Linked DNA regions of Mus musculus: all the other regions are linked to region 7. Evidence: chromatin contacts called from public HiCAR-type, HiChIP or PLAC-seq and promoter capture Hi-C data. All regions are on one chromosome and are shown on one strand. The core of a region is the stretch at or near the end of the contact, and the rest is flanking DNA. Distances in the headings are between cores, read along the strand shown.

Region 1 (3,021 bases), core at 263-2,762, 1.1 Mb after region 7:
ATTGTGGGTTTTTTTTTTTTTTCTTTTACTCGAGACAGGGTTTCTCTGTGTAGCCTTGGCTGTCCTGGAACTCACTTTGTAGACCAGGCTGGCCTCGAACTCGAAATCCGCCTGCCTCTGCCTCCCAAGTGCTGGAATTAAAGGCGTGCGCCACCACTGCCCGGCTTCATTGTATTTTTACAAGGCACTGCAACAATAGCCTTAAACTACCAGACTTTCCAATCCTCCTGCTTTTAACTCCCAAGTGCTGTTTTATGAGATTCTAGAAATCAGATTTAAGGCTTTGTACATGCTATATAAGTACACTACCAACAGAGCTACAAACTTTGGATTTAGTTTATGTTATCTTCCTTCACAGGGTCTCAACTTTCCAGCCGGGGGATGGTCATGCACTTAATATCCTCTTCTCCCACATGCGAGGATTACGGATGTGTGCCACTATACCTGGGTAGAACATGTACTTTTTTGGTTACGTTTCTGAGTCAGGGTCTCATTATGTAGTGCTGGCTGGCCTGAAATTCACTATGTAGATTAGGCTAACCTTGGAAATGTAGTGAACTTCCTGCTTCTGCTGGGATTACAAGTATGCACCACTACGCCAGTTGCTTAGAGCATGTACTTTGTGACTCCAGGGACATAGACACATGTACACTCATCTATACACCAGAACCATCCTGCTAGGGTGTAAGTAGTCCTCCTCCTTGGACCACATCCCAGACTGGTGACATCAGAATCTCTGGAAGATATTTTTTTAACAGCTCAAAGAATTCTATTCTGTTCCCAAACTGAGAATCATACCTCTGAACCCTGCTGAGTGTTCTTTGTTCCTGTGGACTGAATCACGTGTCAGGGCTCTCCTTTCCTATATCTACCTTTGTCCCACTTTGGGCTTCATTTTCCTGCAATCCAGTTTTCTTGTTTCTCCTCTCTCTGCTTCCTTTAACCACTGTGAACTTGAGAGGTCCTAAAACCCCATACCTTCACAGCAACAGTGATGTCCCTTCAGCCCAGGACTTAGACATCTTTTAATGCCACCCACCCATAAGTCTGCTTATCCCAGTTGATGATGCTTTGGGTGCATAGCCCTGGCTGATGGGGCATTTGTCACCTTAACAGGGAAGTCCTGTTGAGAGTACAAATGGTGAAACAAGGTAGATGAAGCAATACAGGAGGACAGATATGTCCTCACCATTGCAACAGCCATATCCTAGGTCTACCTCTTTAGAGACGTCTTAAGACCCAGAGAAAGCCATAAAATCCCCACTAAGGTGCTGTGACTGTCCTGAGTTTGTCCTAAGCTTGCCTCTTCAGAGACAAAGCTTGTCAGGACCCCAAAGTGTTAAAACTAAGGGGGACAATAGGGAATCAAGAGGCTAGTAGGAGCTAGGAAACTTGTGCTTTATAGATGTGCTTAGGTCTAATGACCTGACTTTGGGGACAGTAGTGGACAGGCAGGAACTCAAGGAGGGGACAGAAAGGCTATCTCCGCCTCCTTCCTCCTCTGCCCTCCCCAGCCCAACAGCTCCGACTTGGTGTGTCAGCCCGTGGAGCAGAAACCACACTTAACTTCCTCAAGGCAGAAGCCTAAGCTCAGAGCTCATTCACCCTGTGGTTCATCATCCCCTGAAGCCATGGTGAGTCCTCAAGCCCCCATTGGAAGTTCATTCAGGTAACAAGGGTCCCAAGTAGAAACTGGGGAACTGGTAAATATGCCCTCATGGGTAACCTAGCAGAACAGAGCTAGAACAGTCTTGGGGATGAGATGGCACAGGAAAAGATAAGAAACAACCAAGGCATAATAGCTTGAGCTCTTGTGGACCAGCTTTGTATCTGTGACTGCAAGGCAGTGTGGTGCTGGTTGGGTCTGCCTGGAATGATATACCCTCAATCCAGGTCAGCAGCTGGGATATAAGCAGAGGTTTCCTGTGAAGTGATTAAATGGGTCACGCACCTGCTACACCAGTCCCCATCTCCAGTCCGTTACCCAAGCTGTGCTCTGCTAAACCCTTCCTTATCTACCCTTGTGGTCATCAACTCACTTAGACTGGGGCTTCAACAAAGAAATGTCTGACCCCAGGCAAGAATTGCTTCCTTCCCAGAGATCCTTCTGAGTCCATCTCTAGATAGATTTACAAGGTTCTGTCCTCTCTGTCCTCCAATCTTTTTTACCCTTGGTGAAGATAGGCTGGGGATATCTACCAGCACCTATGGCAAAGAGCAGGTCAGACTTGAGAGCACCAGAAATGTTCTAAACATATCATATAGTGCCTGTACATTTGGGGAGCCTCCCTTCTGGTCCTCATGAGACATGTCAGGGACTATGACACCTAATACCCACATCTTAGATAGATGTATGTAGAGCTTGTTAACTTAGTTAGAATGGCTAGCCAACAAGCCCTAGAGGGCCTCCTGGCCTAAGCTCTCCAGAGCTAACTAGGATGACAGGTACTGCTCCTGACTTTGTTATGTATGAGTACTGAAGCTAGAACTCAGGCTTGCATGACAAGTACTTTACCTACTGAGAAATCTCTCTAGTCCCCCCAACTAAATTTTAACAATTTATAGTCAAAATGGGTATGGTGGTATACACCTGTAATGCCAGCACTCAGATGGCTGAAGCAGTAGAACTGTTGAATCCCAGCCTGGGCTACATAGTGAGAAACTGACTTAAAATAAACAAAAAACAAAAAAAGGAAAGGAAAGGAAAAAGGAAAAAGGGAAAAGGGAAAGGGAAAGGAAAGAAAAAGAGAGGGGGGCGAGGAGAGGAAGAGAGAAGAGGAGAGGAGAGAAGAGAGAAGAGAAAAAGAAAAGCAAGCAAGCAAGCTAAACTAATGGTGGCACACACCTGTAATCTCAGCACATGGGAGGCAGAGGCAGAAGGTTATCCTCAACTATAAAGCAAGTTTGAGGCCAGCCCAGGATATATGAGACCCTGCTTCAAAAAACAAATTAAAAAAAAGGAGGAGGAAGAGGAGGAGGAGAGGACGATGACAAAAAACCCTCATCACTGGGAAGATATAG
Region 2 (3,312 bases), core at 765-3,264, 1.3 Mb after region 7:
TAACATGGATTCAACCTAGGAAGCTTGGAAGATTGTTTCTTATTTCTTCCATCCTTCTACTGCACTGCCCCCCAGTGGGTGTCTGAAACTAGCCTTTTGCCTATAGGACCCCTTTTCTTTGTTCTAGGGACAGTCTTCCACAGGGTCTCCCACTGCAAAGGAATGCAATGACAAATGAGGAACCTCTACCTCTGTGAGCTGCTAACTACATCTAGACTCTCTCTGCTGTCTGAATCACAGCAGGGCACCTTGAGAAGATGCTCCCTCTAGCTTGTTAGGATGCTGAGGGGAAAGAGTGAGGCAAAGCCTGGGTAATGCCATATCCCTCAACTCACTTCATGAAACATCCTAATAAAAGTATTTCTACTAAGTTCGTATTGTGTGGATGGAAGCAGTAGGAACAAACACCTATGGGGAGGGGGGCTTTCAAAGCAGAGTGCATGGTCACTGGAGTTTTTATAAAGCCAAGACGCTGCTGGAAAAACCAATTTCTAGACAAGAATTAATATAAATGCTTTATTTAACAGTTGCAGATCATTCCGTGGGCTAAGTAGTGGATATCCAGAACCCTGTAAACAGACCCAAGCATTAGATAGAGTGCCTTTCTTACCTCCTAACAAGTCCCTCCCAAGGGTTGCCACTTACCCACCAGCTGCAAGATTAACGCAACCTTCGAGCTTCTCTTTCTGACTCCAATAGGGTGAGCACGTCACCCTCTCGAACGGGGCCTTTGACATTTCGGATGATAGAGCGGCTGGTGTCATCCATGAATTCCACTCGCACCTACAAGCCCAATACAAGAGTTAAATGCTGCTACTTACTAGTGGGGTGGAAAGGTAATATGGACCAGAGCCTGGGACAGGGGCTGGTCAGGTCAGATGGTTCAGCAGTTACAAGCATTTGTTACTCTTAAGGTCTCATTTGCCAGACCAAAGGCATTGAATCACTCACATGATAGGGTCTCTGTAGCCTGATCTGACCTTGAAATCCTGTGATCCTTCTGGAATTACAACACCCTCCCCACTTACAATTTTATCTGGGTGCCTCCAACTTACTTCAGGCTGGCCCTGATCTACGGGTCCCCCTACCTTAGTTTCTTAATTAGCTGTGATGGGAGACCTGGGTATAAGCCAGGGGAACGAACGGTCAGGGCATCTTTAGCCTAGGCTTGTCTGTCTCCTGGAGTAGGTGAGATGCCCTACCGTTCTTGTTCTATGTGGTGGACCGAGGCAAGCACACTATCAACAGTGGCCCAGGTTTTTTCGGTACTGGATCATTTTGTAGCCTAAGCTTGACTGGAACTCCAAGTGAACTTCCTTAGACATCTTTAATTACTAGCTTTGAGTTCAGTACTCAAGTTTTTTCGGGTTCTTTGTATGGTAAGCAAGTCTACTACTGACACACAGGTCCCGCCAACTCCACCTCTTTAAAAACCAAATCTTTTAGCTGGGCAGTGGTAGCCCGCGCCTTTAATCTCAGCACTTGGGAAGCAGAGGCAGGCGGATTTCTCAGTTCGAGGACAGCCAGGGTTACACAGAGAAACCCTGTCTAGAACACCCCCCCCCCCCCAACAAAAAACCACCAAAGCTTTCAAAGGCAGTCTTACTACGGTATCCGCGTTTCTTACAAAGTCATATCCTCCCTGAACCTAGCTACTAGAATTAAACGTCACCAAATCCAGTTATAATCCTGGTACTCGGGAGGACTCCGCTCCGACCCCAGGAAGTGGTCCGAATGTTCCCATCACTCACCTGCGTGCACTGTCCCTGCGAACCGGTCCTGCCCAGCACTTTGGTTACCTACAGGAAATAAGGGAAAGTTAGGCTCGACATGTTCAGCTTTCTTCTCTCTTTATTCAGGTTTCTAAACACCCGCAGTCGCCTCACCCTAGCCAGCTTGATGGGCTGCACGCGACTCGTGTCCATGATGGCGGCGATCTGGCGGAGAGGAGTCACGTGAGCAGGGGATGCCTTTTATAGTCGGCTCTGACCACGCCTCACTTTCGCTCTCGCGAGACCGCACGCGGTACCCAGGAATCCTCGGGACAGAGTCGTCACCAGCGTCCTTCGGAGCGGAAGGAATATGGCGTCCGCTACTCGCGTTATCCAAAAGCTGCGGAACTGGGCGTCTGGGGTGCGTGTGCTGTTCCGATCCGGGCCGGGAAGGATTTGGGTTCTGTACGCCCTTGAATCCTATCCCCCTTAACATCTCCTTAGTTCAGTGGATAATCCAGGATCCCTGAATTTGTGACTCCAGTAGTCAGACTCAAGGTCCTAAATGTTTTTGGCCGGGTTACTGGGATTTCCTTGGCCTTAGATTGCCTGGCTTTAGCTCCCCCCCGCCCCGCCCCTCTTCCTATCCCTTTCTCTCTTCGCCTCATTTGTCTCCCACGTGAGACCAGGTGTTTCCTCATCCCCCGTATCAGCTTGGAATCTTTGTTTGTTTGTTTGTTTTTGTTTTTGTTTTTCTTTTTCGAGACAGGGTTTCTCTGTGTAGCCCTGGCTGTCCTGGAACTCACTTTGTAGACCAGGCTGGCCTTGAACTCATAAATCCGCCTGCCTCTGCCTCCCGACTAGGATTAAAGGCATGCGCCACCACGCCCGGCTATCAGCTTGGAATCTTGTGCCCCTGTTTTTGGAAGGCTGAGGACCAGTTTTTAGATTTTGGAAGAAAACAAAGAGGTCAGGGAAGCTGTAGATCTCTGCAGCTCCTGGGAGGTTGGAGATGGATAAGAGGAGAGATAATTTAGGGTCCAAGAAAGGAGGTATATCTAGCACTGGAGCTTAGTAAGCAACTGTTTGGGTGAGAATTCCCATAATGTTAGGGTAAGCACGTTTAGTATATTGACCCATATACAGAGGAGATTTTCTTTAAAAGGAAGGCTTTTTAGGTTAGATCTTGGAAAGGCTGGAAACTTAGCCTTAAAGTTTTGTAAGCCATGCCCTTGCCTTTCTTCATATGCATGACTTGTAAACTTACCCTAACTGGCTACTTCTGTTCGCTAACCCTATCCTGGGGTTCCCTAGTTTCTGACTTCTTCTCTCCTCCCACAGCAAGACCTGCAGGCGAAGCTACAGCTGCGCTACCAGGAGATCGCCAAGCGGTGAGCAGGCCGTGCTTGCTGCCTTCATCCTGACATTCTTCCACCAAACCCAAGGCTGGCCATAGTGGTACAGTCTTTAATCCCAGCACTCGGGAAACAGGCAGGCTGAGTTCTGAGTTCAAGGCCTGCCTGATCTACATGATGGGTTCCAGGTTAACCCCTGTCTAATAAACAAACGTGAAAAAACAACCCTAAATTTGCTGTTCTCT
Region 3 (3,043 bases), core at 64-2,563, 1.2 Mb after region 7:
TAGGCACTTTATTCTGCCTCTGTCACTGATACTGTATGTCTTGATTCAAGTTAATTTGCTTTTCTGGGCCTCATCCATCTCTTTCTTACTTTAGGGTGTGTGTGTGTGTGTGTGTGTGTGTGTGTTGTTTTTCTTGGCAGTACTGAGATAAAACAAGGGCCTAGTGCATGCTAGGCAAGTACTGAGCTAGACCCCCAGTCCAGAAACTAAGTTCTAATCCCAGAAGCTCTACTTCCTATTTGCTGTATGGCCTTGGGCAACAGCTTTAACTTCCCTGAACTTCAATTTACTCATTTAGATGAAAGGAATTACTTTTAATACTTCTACCTAGTATGTTTCCCACTAACCACATTAATTCTGACTACAGAGTTTTTTTAAAAGTGTTTTCCCCAGGCATGGTGGCGCACACCTTTAATCCTGGCACTCGGGAGGCAGAGGCAGGCGGATTTCTGAGTTCGAGGCTAGCCTGGTCTACAAAGTGAGTTCCAGGACAGCCAGGGCTATACAGAGAAACCCTGTCTCGAAAAACAAAACAAAACAAAAAAAGTGTTTTCAATTATATTTATTTTGCTTGTATTTTTGCATATGTATGTGGTGTATATTCATGCAAGGGTGTGTCTATGGAGTCCAAATGACAACTTTCTGTTGTCAGTTTTTCTTTCACCATATGAGACCTCAAGACTGAACTCAGACAACAAGCACCTTGACCAGCTGAGCTATCTTGGCAGTCCCTGACTACTGTTTGAAAAACAACATTTTCAGTACAGTGCACTGAGTAGCTTTTTGTGAAGCGCCCCAACTCTTTATAATGTTAATAATCACCCAAACAGAACCGTTATGAAGAGGGTTTCAGAGTGACATTAGTCACTTATTGACCTCCTACTGTATGCCAGGCGCTTTTCTCATCAGCCATTTCCTAAATCATGTTGGCTCCGAGATGACCCACTTTTCCTAGATGGGGAAACCGAGGCTCACAGAGGTTTCTCCTGCGTGGCGAGGCTCGGAGACCTCTCACCAACCTTGAAATGATAATTGAGGTGCCTGCGTCCTGAGCAGGGCTAAGTAAGGCCAAGGGTAGCGCCCTATCTGTCCCGCTCGAGTACTCAGCCGGAGGCTCGAACCCGGAACCTGGGAAACCTGCCTACATACTCGGGTCAGGCCCATTCGCTGTTCCGTGCCTACCTGTTCCGCGGCCGGGCCGGGCGACCGCGCAGGCCCCTCGGTTCTCCCTGGCCCGGGTCCCGGCCCGGCCCGGCCCGTCAGCAGCGGCTTGCTCCGGCTCCGGCGAGCACCTGCGTCCGGGCACCGCCCGCCGAGCAGACAGCACGGCGAACCAATGAAGACTGCCTCTGAGTATCATCTGCCAATCAGCATACACGCCCCGCCCAAGAAGGTGGGGCCTTCAAAATACGGGACGTCCTGGGCGGTCCAGGCCCCGCGGCGCCGCAGCTTCTGACTCCGCCCCTGCTGCGTTCTGGCTCCACCCCCAAAATGGACCCCGCCTCATCCCAGCTCCTCCCCCATCCCAATCTCTGGCTGTAGACTTGCTGCCAGAGCCTGGAGCAGAACAAAGGCGAGCTTAAGTAAACAACTTCACACTTGCCAAATAACTTCTTTCCGCCTTCTTCTCCGCTCCCCCCGGCCCCCGTTTGTTTGTTTGTTTGTTTGTTTGTTTGTTTGTTTGTTGTGTTTTTTAAAGACAGTTTTAATGTAGATCAGGCTAACCTCGTACTCACTCTGTAGCCAAGGATAACCTCTCTGATCCTCTGGCCTCCACCTTCCCAGTTCTATCGGGAGCTAGAATGGAATGAAGTTTTTCTTCCGTGCTAGGCACAAACAGTGTGAACTGAGCTACATTTTTATCACACTTACCAATCCTAGGGTGGCTATGATCACATTTTGCAGAAGGAAATCCGCCCAAAGGGGTTAGAGTTCTGTGGAGGAAACTAAAGCCATCATCATTTACTCATCAATTATTCAAGCAAGACATACATTCAAAAAATGGAGCAACAGATGGTAGAAAGAGCTGTTGAGATAGATCAGCGGGCAAGAGCTCTTGCATGGCAAACATGAGGATCTGAGTTAAAATCCCCAGCATCCACATAAAAGAGCTGAATAGGGCCTCGAACTCCTGTAACCTCAGTGCTGTAGATGGTGTAAACAGGAAGATGGCTGGGGTTTGCTGTCTGCCAATCTAGCACTGGTTTCAGTGAGAGAACACTTAGCAGTACTTGCCTAGCATACACAAAGCCCTGGGCTTGGTCATACATGCCTATAATCCCAGCACCCAGGAAGTTCAAGGTCACCCTCAACTACACAGAAAGCAAGGCCAACCATATGAAGGAAAACCAAAAAGATCAAAATTCTGTAGGAAGCATTATTATGGTCCAGGCATGTGCAAGACCCTGGGGACACATTAACTAATATAAATATTGTGAGACAAACATTAGCGGTTTTTAATCATTGTGTTTGCTTATTTGTTAGAGACAGGTCTTACTGTGTAGCCCAGGTCCTGCCTCACCCTCACAAGCGTAAGATTATAGGCATATGCCACCACAGCCCCACGTTATTAGTATGAATTATTATTCTTACAATGCCTGTGATGGAGCCAGCAGCCTGATACATTAGGTAGGTGCTCCACCACTGAGCCACACCTTAAGCTTCATGGTGGTGGTGGTGGTTATGGTGATGCTGATTTGGTTTGGTTTGGGTTGGGTTTTTGATAGAGGGTTTCCTAAAGCCCAGTGTGGCTTTGAAGTGGATATACAGACAAGGATGACCTGGAAATCCCGCTTCCAAGTTCTAAGTGTGGGCATGCCTGGCATGAGTCACCACGCCCGGCTTTAGTAACATTTTTTTTAATTTGCCCACAGAATATGAACATATAAGAAACAATGTAGAATCACTTTTGTTCAGTTCCAACAGCAACAGTAAAAAGAAGTTTAAAAAGTTAGATGTGCTGGCACAGGCCTTGAAGACCAGCCGTCAGAGACAGAAACAGGCAAATCTCTATGAATTGTAGATTCTGTGAGGTAGGCCAGCC
Region 4 (2,841 bases), core at 276-2,775, 1.0 Mb after region 7:
GATCCTCTCCCACCCTTCCACATGTGGAGTTGTGCTATTGGCCCTGGATATTGGAGAAGAATATAGACTTCTCACCTATGGAAAGAGAGCACAGGACACAGAGACATTCCCAGTCTCTGTGGCATGGACCAAAGATGGATTAGAACACAGGTCCCTGTTAGGCTCTCACCAGTCTGGTTTGGTCTTAGCCACCTCCCCAGTGGGTAACATGAGGAGGTGACAACTTCTAGGAACTGTCATTTCCTCCATGTCAACAGAAGACTCATTTGTGATCTGGTCTTCCAAAGACCAAGTACTGAGCTAACGTATGGTAGGCCCTACATGTGCTGGCTGCTGCTGATAGAGCCAAGTCAGGAAAACAGCAAGGCTGTAAGTGTGAAAACCCAGATTGGGCCAGGAATGGTGTGTACATCTTTGGGCCCCACAATCCAGAGGCAGGAGGATCTCTGAGTTTGAGACCAAATTTGCTACTTACAAACTCCAGACAAGTCAAAATTATACAGTGGAAACCCTATCTCAAAAACAAAAACCACAACAATATCCAGATTTGGGGTGGAGTGACAGTGGGAGGTGCTTGCTGGATAGAAGGCTCAACTGGATAGAAGATTACTTCCTGTAATTTCAGAGGACCACAGTTCAATTCCAAGCACCCATATCAGGTGGTTAACAGATGTAAACTCCCAGAGATCCAGTGCCTCCTGGGTTCCAAAGGTCTCGGTCTCTGTCTCTGTCTCTCTGTCTCTGTCTCTGTTTCTCTCTGTGTCTCTCTCTTTCTCTTTCTCTCTCTCTCTCTCTCTCTCTCTCTCTCTCTCTCTCTCTCTCTCTCTCTCTCAAGGCCAATAGCTCACTTTTCACAACAAGCATCAGGGCATGAGTTTGAATCCCCAGACCCCACATAAAGCCAGATAAAGGTAACAAATATCTGAGACATGGAGATAGGAGGTGGAGACAAGAGAATCCAGGAAGCTTGCAGACTAGCCTGATTTCCACAGTAGGAAAACAACAGTGATGCCTATTTCAAGGAGAAGGGTGAGAACTGGCACTCACCTAAGGTTGTCTTCTGACCTCCCTCCACACATTCATATGCACCCATATAGAAACGCACACAAAGAGAAATACAGACATTAAAGGGAAATAAGTCTTGTGGTGTCTTCTACTCCAGTTAAACTTCCCTTACTAACAGACCTGGCTTTGGAGGAACAGTCTACAGGGAGGACCATAAAGGGTTTCCATGGGAACTCTGAGCAGACACACATCTGAAATGGTACTTCCTTCCCCTGATTCTGAAGAGAACTAAGCGGCCAGTCCTGCAGTCAGCTGATTTGGGTGCTTTTTGCTGTAACTCTTTTCTTGAGGTAGATGATGGATAAAGGACTTTCTCTAGTCTGGCAGTGACTGCCCGCCAACTTTGACCTATCCCTTCAGGGTAAGCTCCAAACGGTTCCCTCAGCCCTGTCATTGCTGCTAGAGCTCAGAGCACTGTCCCCGCCCTCAGCTTCCCTCCCCTGTGGTCATGAGCCCTCCCGCAAAGGAAGTAAAAGAGGGGCTGTTACAAGAGGAACTAGGGCCAAGAGCCTGTGAAGGAGGAGAGCCATGCCAGAGCCACCCCCTAGAACCCTCTGAGCCTGCACCCCTGTCATTACCCACAGGAGCCTACATACCATCCCTCACCATGGTAAGTTGTTCAAGGTGGGATCTGGGAGTGGTAACCTGGTAGCACCCTCAAAACTTGGGGCAATGGTTATGAGAACCACAGAGCCTTCAGAGACAGAGTTCCATAGGACAGCACAGAGCACCCCATGTCCCTCACCAAGAATCAAGCTCCAATCTGCATCTGCCAGGCTGGGTATGAGGACCAATACTGCAACATAAATAGGAAAGAAAGTGTCCCTGAAGGAATTACACAGTCGTCAGGAAGAGAACATGTCCCTTTTCAGGGGCTTAGAGAACTAGGTTATCAACTCATCTCAGAACTAGTCTTCCCCTGCAGTTTGAAACAAGCTCTTCCCTCTCTTAGCCTCTGTTTCTAGAACTCTTATTTAGAAGTTGGTCTGGAGAAAGGAGTGTTTGAGGGGTGTAGGGCTTTTCTTGGGAACATTCATCAGAGGGATCTGTAGGTTTGGCCACTCTCATGGGGTGGGATAACAGTGCAAGTGATCCTAGGTGGTTTGACTATAACAATCACAGGGGCAGATGATAGCTCAGTGCGGGTGCTTGGCTAGTGTGCTCAAGATCCTGGGTATCATCTCTAGCACTGAAAATAAGTCATCATCATCCTCATTTAACTTCCAGGACCAGTTAATTTTACTAAGGAGGAGTTGGAGATGTGGGTGTGCGGCAGAAGATAGCAAAGGATGAAAAGGAGGGGGAAGAGAGAGCTAGGAGAAGAAAAGGAAAAATAGGAATGGAGATAAGGAATAGAAAGAAGAGGAGAGGGAGGGGATGGGGGTTTTCATAGGGGAAACCAAGAAAGGGGATAACATTTGAAATGTAAATAAAGAAAATACCTAATGAAAGAAAGAAAGGAAGGAAGGAAGGAAGGAAGGAAGGAAGGAAGGAAGGAAGGAAGGAAGGAAGAAAAAAAGAGGAGGAGATGGAGGACTAGGTGGAGAAAGGATAGAGGAAAGGTATACAAAGGAGAGACCGTTCTCCCTACTACCCAAGGATGGCAGTGGAGACGCTGCAGACAGAGATGTCACTACAAGTTCAAGTTGAAGTCTGTTGATGATGAGAAGGCTGGAGAATGATCAGCACCATGCATGGGTCTAGACTTAGCAGCATCATGGCACATACAATAAAAGCCAGTAGTGATTACACAAATCACCCCATGGCTCCACAAAC
Region 5 (2,989 bases), core at 407-2,906, 1.3 Mb after region 7:
ATTGAACTCAGGTCATCAGGCCTGGCAGTGTACACAAATACCTACGCTACCTCACCATCCCAGATTGGCTCTGAACTGCAAAGAAATCCTGTCTTAAGTCAGGGTTTCTATTCCTGCACAAACATCATGACCAAGAAGCAAGCTGGGGAGGAAAGAGTTTGTTCGGCTTACACTTCCATACTGCTGTTCATCACCCAAGGAAGTCAGGACTGGAACTCAAGCAGGTCAGAAAGCAGGAGCTGGTGCAGAGGCCATGGAGGGATGTTCTTTACTGGCTTGCTTTCCCCTGGCTTGCTCAGCCTGCTCTCTGATAAAACCCAAGGCTGCCAGCCCAGAGATGGTCCTACTTACAAGGGGCCTTTCCTCCTTGATCACTAATTGAGAAAATGTCTTACGGTTGGATCTTATGGAGGCATTTCCTCAACTGAAGCTCCTTTCTCTGTGGTAACTCCAGCTGTGTCAAGTTGACACAAAACTAGCCAGTACATCCTCCTACCTCCAACTCTGAGTACTGGGATTGCAGGTGTGCACCACTACTGGCCTGTTTCCTGGATAATATGGGCTGTATAAACTAATAAGGAGGAGTAAAAGGGACCATTATTAAAAAGTTTCAGAATAGTACAGGTACTGCATTTAACGTTGTCCATGTGTGGTTTTTCTTTTTTTCCTTTGAGAAAGGGTTCCAGTAATCCAGCCTGGCCTCTGCACTTTTGATCTTCCTACCTCTGCCTCCCAAGTGTTGCGACTACAGGCCTGCACCATCACCAAGGCGGTGTTAGTGATAAAATCCAGGGCTTTGAGCATGCTGCTGCTAGGAATGCTACCAACTGAATCACTTCTCCATGAATATCAAGAGTTTGAACTAGTCGACAGACAGGCCCCAATCTACCCAATTCCAAAGCACCATAATATAGGGTTCCTGCACATGATCCAGGCTCCACTCCAAGGTAGGCCCCGGGTGTGTCAGTCAGTCCTAGAAGGCTCACACCAATCAGGCTTTGTGGGCACGCCCACAACCTTCTCCTTCGCCTTAACACCAGCTACAATCCTGCTTTCAACGCAGTCCGCCCGCCAAACCCAGGAAAGCCCCGCCCCTCGGGACGCCCCGCCCCAACGGCCTCTCCTACCACCTCGGGCCCCACCCCCCCAAGGCCCCGGCCCCGCCCCGGCGCATCCGGGGTCCGTAGGCCTCGCCGAGCCTCCCTTTCCTCACCACTGCGTACTAGGGCCCGAAGCCTAGCGAACTCCACTTGCCCCGGCTTCCTCCGACTCCCAGCCCGGATAGGCCCCGTTGAAGTCCGGGCCTCCACCCTGAGCTCTCTGTTCCTGTAGCACGGCTTCGGCCCTCCAGTCGCTACCGCCACCTCGCCTGTCTGTACCCCACAAGGCGCACCTTTGAATAGGTAATCGTACTCGTCGTCCCGGGTCCCCATTGTCCTGGCGCTTCCGGCGGGATCGGCGACTCCGCAGCCCCACCACAAACACCCGTCGGGGGCGGAACCGGCGCCGCGTAGAGCGGCGGTCTAAAGGCCAGTCAACGGTGAAAGCGGTAGTGACAGGCACCTGGACAAGCCAATCAGGCTGAGAAACCGAGCTCGGGGGGTAGGAGCCTCCTGGGATCCACCCTTCTAGCCCTCGGTCTCCCGGAGAAAGGCGGAAGGAATGCGGACCTTTTTGAAATGACAGATTCAGCAGCCTATCAAAAGCAGATGGGGGAAGGCGGGACGGAACACTTGAACAATGAAGTGGATTGACAGAGTGCGTAACCAATGAGAGACTGAACTCAGACTGGGCCTTCCAGCGAACCTGTAGGGGAAGGGAAATTGAGCTACCTCTAGGTGACGTTACGGACTTTAACGTCCTGATGACATCATAGATCAGTGGGTCTCCTCCGACCTCTTATTCTAGCCCCATAAATGACCATTTCCGGGCGTATGTTCGTTGATTGGGGGTGCCTTCTCTGGGTTGCAGTTCCCCAGTTCTTTGTTTAAATACAAAGCTTATGTCAGTACCTCCAAAACAAATGGGGATCCTAGGCTTTTTTATTTGTTCCTCTTCTCAAAAAGTTCTCTTGTTTTCTGCTTTCACCATTACTCATATTTTTTCTTTTCTTTTTTTAAGACAGGTTTTTCACTATGAAACCCTAGCTAGACTGGAATTGGTGATATGGATCAGACTATACCTGTCTGATTTTCTTTTTTCTTTATTGTTTTTTTTTTTTTTTTTTTTTTTTTTTTTTGTGACAGGGTCGCACCATGTAGCCCTGGCCATCTGGAACTTGCCCTGTATAGACCAGGCTGGCCTTGAACACAGAGAGCTGCCTGTCTCTGCCTCCCAAGTGCTGGGATTAGAGGCATTGGCCACCACCACCCAGCTTGATTTTGTTTGTTTGCTTGTTTGTTTGTTTGTTTGTTTGTTTGTTGAGACGAGGCCTCAAGTTACCCTGACTAGCTTCATATTGAAGAGGGAGTAGAGATAGAGAAAGGGAGAGAGAGTGGCAAGGAGGGGGGTGGAGAGAGAAGAGGAGAGGCCGGCCAGGGAGAAGGGGCAGAGTGTAGGATAAGAGAGGAGGGGGGCAAACAGCCCCTTTTCTAGTGAGTTAGTCATACCTAGCTATTGCCAGGTAACTGGGAGCCTAGAAGGAATGATAACAATACATATTTACTTTGAACTAACTTCTTTTTTTCTTGTTCTGTTTTATTTGGAGCACAGGGTCTCCCTGCCTAGAACCTGATATTTAACACTGAGAGATCCACCTGGCTCTGCGCCGCTAAACACGCCACCTCGTGCTAGCCAACTTTGAACTTATGATTCTCTTGTACACTGGTAACTTGGAAGTTACCTCTCGGGGGCTGGAGAGATGGCTCAGTGGTTAAGAGACTGACTGCTCTTCCAGAGGTCCTGAGTTCAATTCCAAGCACATGGTGGCTCACAACCATCTGTAATGGGATCTGATGCCCTCTTCTGGTTTGTCTGAAGACAGATACAG
Region 6 (3,166 bases), core at 229-2,728, 1.3 Mb after region 7:
GGTTTTCCCTTTTATAGTTACATCAAGAGATGTTGGAGGGTTCCAAACCTCGGGAACGCACACACATCCACACACAGCCCTGGATTCCTTTGCATGATGTCCCTGAGCTACACCACCATCTCCCAGAACCCCTGAAACTTTAGCTCCTTATGATCTGCCTTCCTCTACTTGTTCTGGTTAACGGCTAATAAGATTTTGGGAAGATTCTTGCTGGGAAAGAATGGTGGGGTGGTCTGGCCAAGCAGGATCATAAGTGAAGAGGGTGCAATATATAAAAATACCCTTGATGAGAGCCTAGTGAGCCCACAGGAACCCAAGGCCAGAATCTCTTTCTTTCCTATTAAGGTGGACCTGACAAGAAGGCTAAGGATTGGAATGGCAAGTGGGGTGGTTGGGGAGTTGCCAGATGACAGCAAAGACCAGAGATACTCACTGTGTAAGTGGGTGGCGTTGGGAGTCAAGCCAATGAGCTGGGTCATCTTGGGAAGCCTCTTTCCCCTCGAAGTCTTGTCTACTCCATTGTCTAGGTGCGTGGGGGCCAAGAGGTCTATCTAAGACCGGGCAGGAAACGGGTGGTTAGATCTTTTGACTCATGCCATAACAACTGCTTAGCCACATTTCATCACTACATTTCACCCCCACTTTGTTTCCTCTTTCCCATTTGGGCCAATTGCTGGGGTAATTACCTGGCTCTGAAGATTCTGTATTCTCAGATTCTGCTTTGATAGGTATCTCTGCTGCTGGGCCACCTTCTGGAACAATTGCTGGATCTTGCTGTTTTGAGCCTTGAGCTGAGTCTGAAGATATGCAAGGCTAGTGAAGACCTGGCTTTATGTCGGCAACCTCCTCTTATTCACCCTCCCTTCTACCCTTTCACAGTCTGCTCTGAGGCCCTTCTCCACCCAGGTCCTGGAGTACTAGACTCGTTAGTCTAAGTAGAGTCAGAGTCCTAGTAGATGCGCCTACCTGCAAACTCTGCAGAGTCTCAGGAGTCTGGCCTTCAGGGACTCTATCCTCGGAGTCTTTGAAGGGTGCATCTTTTCCCTTGGGCCCCTGACAAGCGTTACCACAGGCAGCCATGCGGCGCTCCAGCGCGCCCAGCTGCCCACGGGTGCGCTCCACGTGTTCGCGCAGCCCATGGCCGAGCTGTAGCAGCCCGTGAGCCAGCAAGTTCATCTCGTCCCAGGATGCAAAGCGCGGTGGCTCTGGCTGTGCAGGGCGCCCTTGCGCGCTCAAAAGCCCCGCAGTAGCCGCGCATAGCACCAGGGCAGCGCCTGCTGTCGGAGCGCAGCGCATGATTCTGGGGGTGGCCTTGGGTGCAGCAACGCTAGGACTCCGGAACGCAGGAGTTCAAGACCCAGCAGCTGGAGTTCTGGGGGAGCCGGCTCAGACTTAGACTTGCTCTGGTGCAGAAGAAGATCTGGAGCCCGTAGCTCATAAGCGTTTCACGGTTGCACCTAAAGCCCCACTTTATAAAGCGGGTGTGGGAGTGGGAGGGAGAGCATTGGAGGCGGGGCCCGGGGGCGGAGCGAGTGGCCAAGTTTTAGGGTGCAATGCCACAGGCTTTGTAGTTACGAGTGTGTGTGTGTGGCGTGTGTGTGTGTGTGTGTGTGTGTGTGTGTGTGTGTGTGTATGAAGAGTTCTTGGGGATGGCTGCTTCGCCTTCCTTGCGACCTAATAAGCGACGTGACTGTCTGTGCACTGCATGGTTCATCCTAAGGCCGGAAATTCCCAGCCCTAGCCCGCATCCCAGCCCGGTTCAATGGAGGAAAGGGCGTACAAATCAGGACGTAGATGCCTTCTTTTTTTTTTTTCCCCTTCCCGCTACGTGGATGCCTTCTTGACTGACCCCTTCTCAAGTCAAAAGCAAAGTAGGGCAGAGTTACGTGGCAGAAAGTTCTCTCCCTGGTAGGCTGAGTTCAGATGGCAAGTGGGGGATTACAGAACCTTGCTCTCTGCCTCTTAGAGGCTTCCTGAGATCTTTAATCCACAGACCAGGCGGAACCCCTGCCCCCACTCTCACTTCCACCACCTTTCTGGCTCCCACGCTCTTTCCAGCTCAAGCATTCGTCATTGCAGATGTGTTTGTGAGGATCACTAACACCCTTGTTCAATTAGTCACCTCTTCCTGGCCAAATAGTCAATAGCTGGGATTTCTGTCTACATTGTAGAGATTGCAACCCTAGGCTTCCTCCTGTTGCCTGTCCTCCACCACCAGGGGTCTTGGTGTCCAGGAATTTACCTGCGTTAAAGGAGGATCAGTGTCTGAGGACAGACCTGTCATCCCAGCTCTTGGGGCATGGAGCAGAAGAGTGTGGAATTCATCTTGAGCTACACAAGTGAGTTTAAGAGAGCCTGGGCTACTCTGAGCCAGGTCTCCAAACAACAACAGCAACAACAAAACTGGTGGCACGCACCTGTAAACCCATCACGCAGGACACAGGGGAATAGTACAAGCTACAAGCTAGCCTGCTCTACATAGTAAGTTACAGACCAGTCAACGCTGAAACAGCAAGACCTTGTTTCAAAACAAAACAAAAACAATTCATAGTTATGCATACTTTAACTCCCAGCACTGCAGAGCAAGAAGCAATTGGAGGAAGCTCTGTGAGTTTGAGGTCAGCCTGGTCTACATAGTGAAGTTCCAGGCCATCCAGGAAGAAGACCTTGTCACAAAACAACAACAACAACAACTAAAAAAGCCAGGAGGAACTGGAAATCTATCTTACCAGTTAAGAGCATTTACATCTTTTGCAGGGGATCTAAGTCCAACAGCTCACAGTCACCTATAATTCCAGCTCCAGGAGCTATGGTGACTTTGACCTCCTCAGGCACTCACACACATGCACACAATTTAAAACAGTCATTTAAACATTTAAAAAGCAGGCTGGAGAGATGGTTCAGCAGTTAAGAGTACTGACTGCTCTTCCAAAGGTCCTGAGTTAATTCCCAGCAACCACATGGTGGCTTACAACCATCTGTAATAGGATCTGATACCCTCTTCCGGTGTGTCTGAAGACAGCTACAATGTACTCATATAAATAAAATAAATACATCTTTTTTAAAAAAAATTTAAAAAGCAAACAATCTAGAGAACATCAGCAAAGATTTCCCTTCCACACCCATCCATTCATTCACTCATTCCATACAGCCTAGATCCTGTACT
Region 7 (3,107 bases), core at 408-2,907:
AATGTTAGAATCCAGCTGCTGTTCAGACTGTAATACCTTATGGCCTGCCCCTTCTTCCCACAGATATCAACAGGCACCCCATGAGGACACTGCCTCTTAATCTAGATTGAACTGAGGTTGTCTGGCTTGTGTTGACTATGGTGGTAAGAGCTTTTTACCCACGGAAGCATCTCACCGGGTTATGAGTGACTTCTCTATTCTTTCTCACTAGTTTTCATTTGAAGATTCTTTTGTCAGATGATAGAACAGCAACACACTTGCTTGCTTGTGTTCTAGGTCCATTTCCTTGGCATACCCTTAAAAGTCTGTGAACTAACATTTTATTTATTTGTGTGTGTGTGTGTGTGTGTGTGTGTGTGTGTGTGTGTGGGCACACGTGCCTGTCATGCCATGGGTGTGGAGGCCAGAGGACAGTTTGCAGGAGTCAATTCTCTCCTTTCATCATGCTGGTCAGTTCTATGGAGCAGAGTGAAGCTGTTAGTCTTGGCTGCAGGTGCATTCACACTGAGCCATCTTCCTGTCCCCTGAGATAGCTTAGCGTCCTTTCACCCTGAGCTAGAATCTTATCTGCCTCTTGTAGTGAGATATTTCTTAGAAGCAGCAGATCCATGCTTGTGCCTTTATCTGGGGTGCAGTTGAGACTGAGAACACCCGAGTTATTGAAAGGTGTTTGTTGATTCCTGCAATTTTGTTGATTTTGTTTTCCTCCTTCTTCCTCTCTTGCTTTAATAATATTCTAGTGTGTTTTATTTATTTATTTATTTATTTCCTGGACTTTGTGGCCTGATTTCCCCCTCTTCAGCCTGAAGGATTCTATCAAGCATCTTCTGTAGAGCTGGCTCAGTGCTCATAAATGCCTTTGTTCTATTTTTACCGCTGATAGTTAAAAAAAATGTCCTTCTTTATGACAGACAGCTTTTCTGGATGCAGCAGTCTGGGTTGGCAGTTATAGATATCTTTTACGGCTTGAAGTCCGTCACTTGCGCATCCTTGGGCTTTTACCCTTTCAGTTGAATGAATAATAGTGTTATTCAGATGGGCCTGCCTTTGTATTGTGAATGGTGTTTTTCTCTTGGAGCTCTCAACGTGGTGCTGCTGACCCGGAGCCCACAACCCCCTCTCTCTTCTCGCCTGCCTGGATTTCCCCACGACTGGCGGCTCAGCTTGACCCCTCCCACCTACTTCCTAACTGAACTCTGGTCCCTCAGCTGGGAGTTTTAATCTTCAGAATCTCTTTTAGTCCGTTCCAGCACGGCCGGATTCTTTGTTTCTGGAAGTCTTGTCTCCACTCGGAACCTGGATTACTTGGAGGGAGAATTCTGCCAGGTTGTGCAGCTGGTAGGCAGAGGCTCGGATCCTTTCAGTCCGAACTGGAAAACACTGCCTGCTGCCCTCTAGCCTGCAGGTCCTCAGAGGACCTGCGGAGCCTAGTGAGAACGGGACAGATTGTAAACTTTGGGTCTCTAGACACCTTTGTCTTGGTTCAGATGGAAGGTGTTGAATCCTGAGGACCCTGCTTGCCTGGACATGTGACCCTGGATTGGCTCCAATTGCTTCGGGTTGGCCCCGCCCCCGCCCCGCCCCCGCCCCCGCCCCCCGCATTTTGATATTCTACCCAGGCTGGGAGGAGGGCTCTGGGCCACCGAGGGATTGGCTCAGTCCAGCTCATCGTCCTGCTCAGCCGGTAGCCAGGATCAAAAACATTTCCAGGGAAGAGCGGACGTTTCTGGGACGCATTACTCCTGAGAAAAGGTGCCGGACTTGGGACACACGGAAGGCCCCTACTGAACAGTGGAAGCTCTGTTACAGCTGGGGTGGCTCTGCAGGCAGGCCTGATTTCCCAGTTACTACGCTACATACCTGTGCTTCAGTCTAGGCCAACGCAGACTATAAACAGATCCTATCTGCCTCTCTCCTGCCTGATTCTCTGTCTCTCCGTAGCCCTGGGTGTCCCTTTTCCTTCCTGTGTTCTAGTCCTCTAAGTCACCATCTCTGTCCAGTGACCATGGAGGGCCACCTCTGTCTCCTGGGCCTCAGGATCTCACTTCTGGCCTATCTTTCTTGCAGGATGCTACAGCTGGGCCTGTCCTGGCTGGGACTGGGGCCTGGAGCTGCCTTCCCATGGCAACTTCTGCAGTTGGTTGGGGCCTCCTTGTTCCTGGCTCGAATTCTGACCTGGATTTGTGCCTTCTATGACAACTACTGCCGTCTCCGCTGCTTCCCCGAGCCCCCTTCGCGGCACTGGTTTTGGGGTCACATGAGCATGGTGAGTGTGGCAGCAGGTAGGTCTGGTGTGTCAGGAAAGGCTCTTAGGAACCTGGGAGTCGTGAGAGGGTGGAGAGGTGAGGGAGGGAGGCTGAGTGAGTCTCTATCTAGTCACATACCCGGCATATCTACTCCTGGCCTCTGTCTACACCACGTTTTGAGGCTTTTTTCTTTTTTGCCCTTTCTCGTTCCCAGCTAACTTCGGATCACATTCTGATAAGAACTCATGTTTTAAGATCTCTTTCTGTTGCTTGTTCAGTCCTGTTCTGTGTTGTTAGTGCCCCCCACCCCACCCCACCCCAGGATAGGTTGAGGGAGCAGAGCTCTCCCCCTCAATGTGCTATTTCACTTAACGTTGTTGGAGTTGAGCCTTTCTAGTGGAATAAATTGGGTATGCTCCTTTCTTAGCCCATCTCTGCTGGCCAGAGTCTCTTGAGGGACAGCGATGCTGAATGGCAGAAGTTGACATCCCTCCTCTCCAATTTTTAAAATTCTTTCTCTCTCTCTCTCTCTCTCTCTCTCTTTCTTTCTTTCCTTTCTTCCTTCCTTCTTCTTCTTTCTTTTTTTAAATGAGATTTATTATATATTGTATATAATATATAAAACATATAATATATTTTTATATATTTATTATATATTATATAATATATAAAATATATAATATATATATATTATATATTATATATATATTTTATATGTATGTATCTTGCCAACATTGGTGCTTGTGTACCATGTGTGTGCCTATTGCTCAAAGAGTTCAGAAGAAGGCATTGGATCTCCCAGAACTGGAGTTATAGGTGGCTGTGAGCTACCTTGTAGGTTTTAGAAATCAAAACCATGTC

The links. Promoter capture Hi-C pulls out the DNA fragments that hold promoters and counts their contacts. HiCAR-type assays count read pairs that join an accessible place to other places. HiChIP or PLAC-seq counts read pairs in DNA pulled down with a chosen protein or histone mark.
Region 1: a promoter capture Hi-C map of hippocampal neurons shows a contact between it and region 7, with 4 times the contacts expected there. The contact joins the promoter of Pram1 here to the promoter of Cyp4f17 in region 7. A contact is called at or near these places in 5 of 39 promoter capture datasets (the 3T3-L1 cell line, cranial neural crest, frontonasal cranial neural crest and 2 more).
Region 2: a promoter capture Hi-C map of second pharyngeal arch cranial neural crest shows a contact between it and region 7, with 3 times the contacts expected there. The contact joins the promoter of Rps28 here to the promoter of Cyp4f17 in region 7. A contact is called at or near these places in 5 of 39 promoter capture datasets (the 3T3-L1 cell line, hippocampal neurons, liver and 2 more) and 2 of 115 datasets of contacts at active chromatin or transcription factors (embryonic hindbrain and forebrain).
Region 3: a promoter capture Hi-C map of liver shows a contact between it and region 7, with 4 times the contacts expected there. The contact joins the promoter of Marchf2 here to the promoter of Cyp4f17 in region 7. A contact is called at or near these places in 3 of 39 promoter capture datasets (frontonasal cranial neural crest, hippocampal neurons and liver) and 1 of 115 datasets of contacts at active chromatin or transcription factors (pancreatic cancer cells).
Region 4: an H3K27ac HiChIP or PLAC-seq map of bone marrow-derived dendritic cells shows a contact between it and region 7, with 4 times the contacts expected there. The contact joins the promoter of Myo1f here to the promoter of Cyp4f17 in region 7. A contact is called at or near these places in 5 of 39 promoter capture datasets (the 3T3-L1 cell line, the C10 cell line, hippocampal neurons and 2 more) and 1 of 115 datasets of contacts at active chromatin or transcription factors (bone marrow-derived dendritic cells).
Region 5: a contact with region 7 is called in a HiCAR-type map of astrocytes, with 3 times the contacts expected there. The contact joins the promoter of Rab11b here to the promoter of Cyp4f17 in region 7. A contact is called at or near these places in 3 of 39 promoter capture datasets (cranial neural crest, hippocampal neurons and liver) and 6 of 115 datasets of contacts at active chromatin or transcription factors (astrocytes, embryonic limb bud, embryonic stem cells and 3 more).
Region 6: a contact with region 7 is called in a promoter capture Hi-C map of hippocampal neurons, with 4 times the contacts expected there. The contact joins the promoter of Angptl4 here to the promoter of Cyp4f17 in region 7. A contact is called at or near these places in 2 of 39 promoter capture datasets (hippocampal neurons and liver) and 5 of 115 datasets of contacts at active chromatin or transcription factors (embryonic forebrain, embryonic stem cells, forebrain and 2 more).

Annotation. Positions count from the first base shown.
Region 1 is chr17:33,636,544-33,639,564 of GRCm38.p6, forward strand. It overlaps Pram1 (PML-RAR alpha-regulated adaptor molecule 1), which reads left to right and starts at 1,513. Exons shown (of 10, transcript NM_001002842.2): 1 at 1,513-1,634. The coding sequence starts at 1,632.
Region 2 is chr17:33,822,548-33,825,859 of GRCm38.p6, forward strand. It overlaps Rps28 (ribosomal protein S28), which reads right to left and starts at 2,015. Exons shown (of 4, transcript NM_001355384.1): 1 at 1,887-2,015; 2 at 1,752-1,799; 3 at 646-783; 4 at 489-569. The coding sequence starts at 1,925. The coding sequence ends at 661. Ndufa7 (NADH:ubiquinone oxidoreductase subunit A7) reads left to right here and starts at 2,025. Exons shown (of 4, transcript NM_023202.4): 1 at 2,025-2,133; 2 at 3,054-3,103. The coding sequence starts at 2,083. It overlaps Kank3 (KN motif and ankyrin repeat domains 3), which reads left to right. Exons shown (of 11, transcript NM_030697.3): 11 at 128-370. The coding sequence ends at 178.
Region 3 is chr17:33,717,364-33,720,406 of GRCm38.p6, forward strand. Marchf2 (membrane associated ring-CH-type finger 2) reads right to left here and starts at 1,314. Exons shown (of 5, transcript NM_001252480.1): 1 at 1,183-1,314.
Region 4 is chr17:33,554,182-33,557,022 of GRCm38.p6, forward strand. It overlaps Myo1f (myosin IF), which reads left to right and starts at 1,526. Exons shown (of 28, transcript NM_053214.2): 1 at 1,526-1,675. The coding sequence starts at 1,673.
Region 5 is chr17:33,758,830-33,761,818 of GRCm38.p6, forward strand. Rab11b (RAB11B, member RAS oncogene family) reads right to left here and starts at 1,657. Exons shown (of 5, transcript NM_008997.3): 1 at 1,394-1,657. The coding sequence starts at 1,433. Gm17251 (a long non-coding RNA gene) reads left to right here and starts at 1,029. Exons shown (of 2, transcript XR_003952408.1): 1 at 1,029-1,758; 2 at 2,713-2,989.
Region 6 is chr17:33,780,097-33,783,262 of GRCm38.p6, forward strand. Angptl4 (angiopoietin-like 4) reads right to left here and starts at 1,479. Exons shown (of 7, transcript NM_020581.2): 1 at 967-1,479; 2 at 687-797; 3 at 434-551. The coding sequence starts at 1,296.
Region 7 is chr17:32,504,827-32,507,933 of GRCm38.p6, forward strand. It overlaps Cyp4f17 (cytochrome P450, family 4, subfamily f, polypeptide 17), which reads left to right and starts at 1,658. Exons shown (of 13, transcript NM_001101445.2): 1 at 1,658-1,752; 2 at 2,068-2,266. The coding sequence starts at 2,069.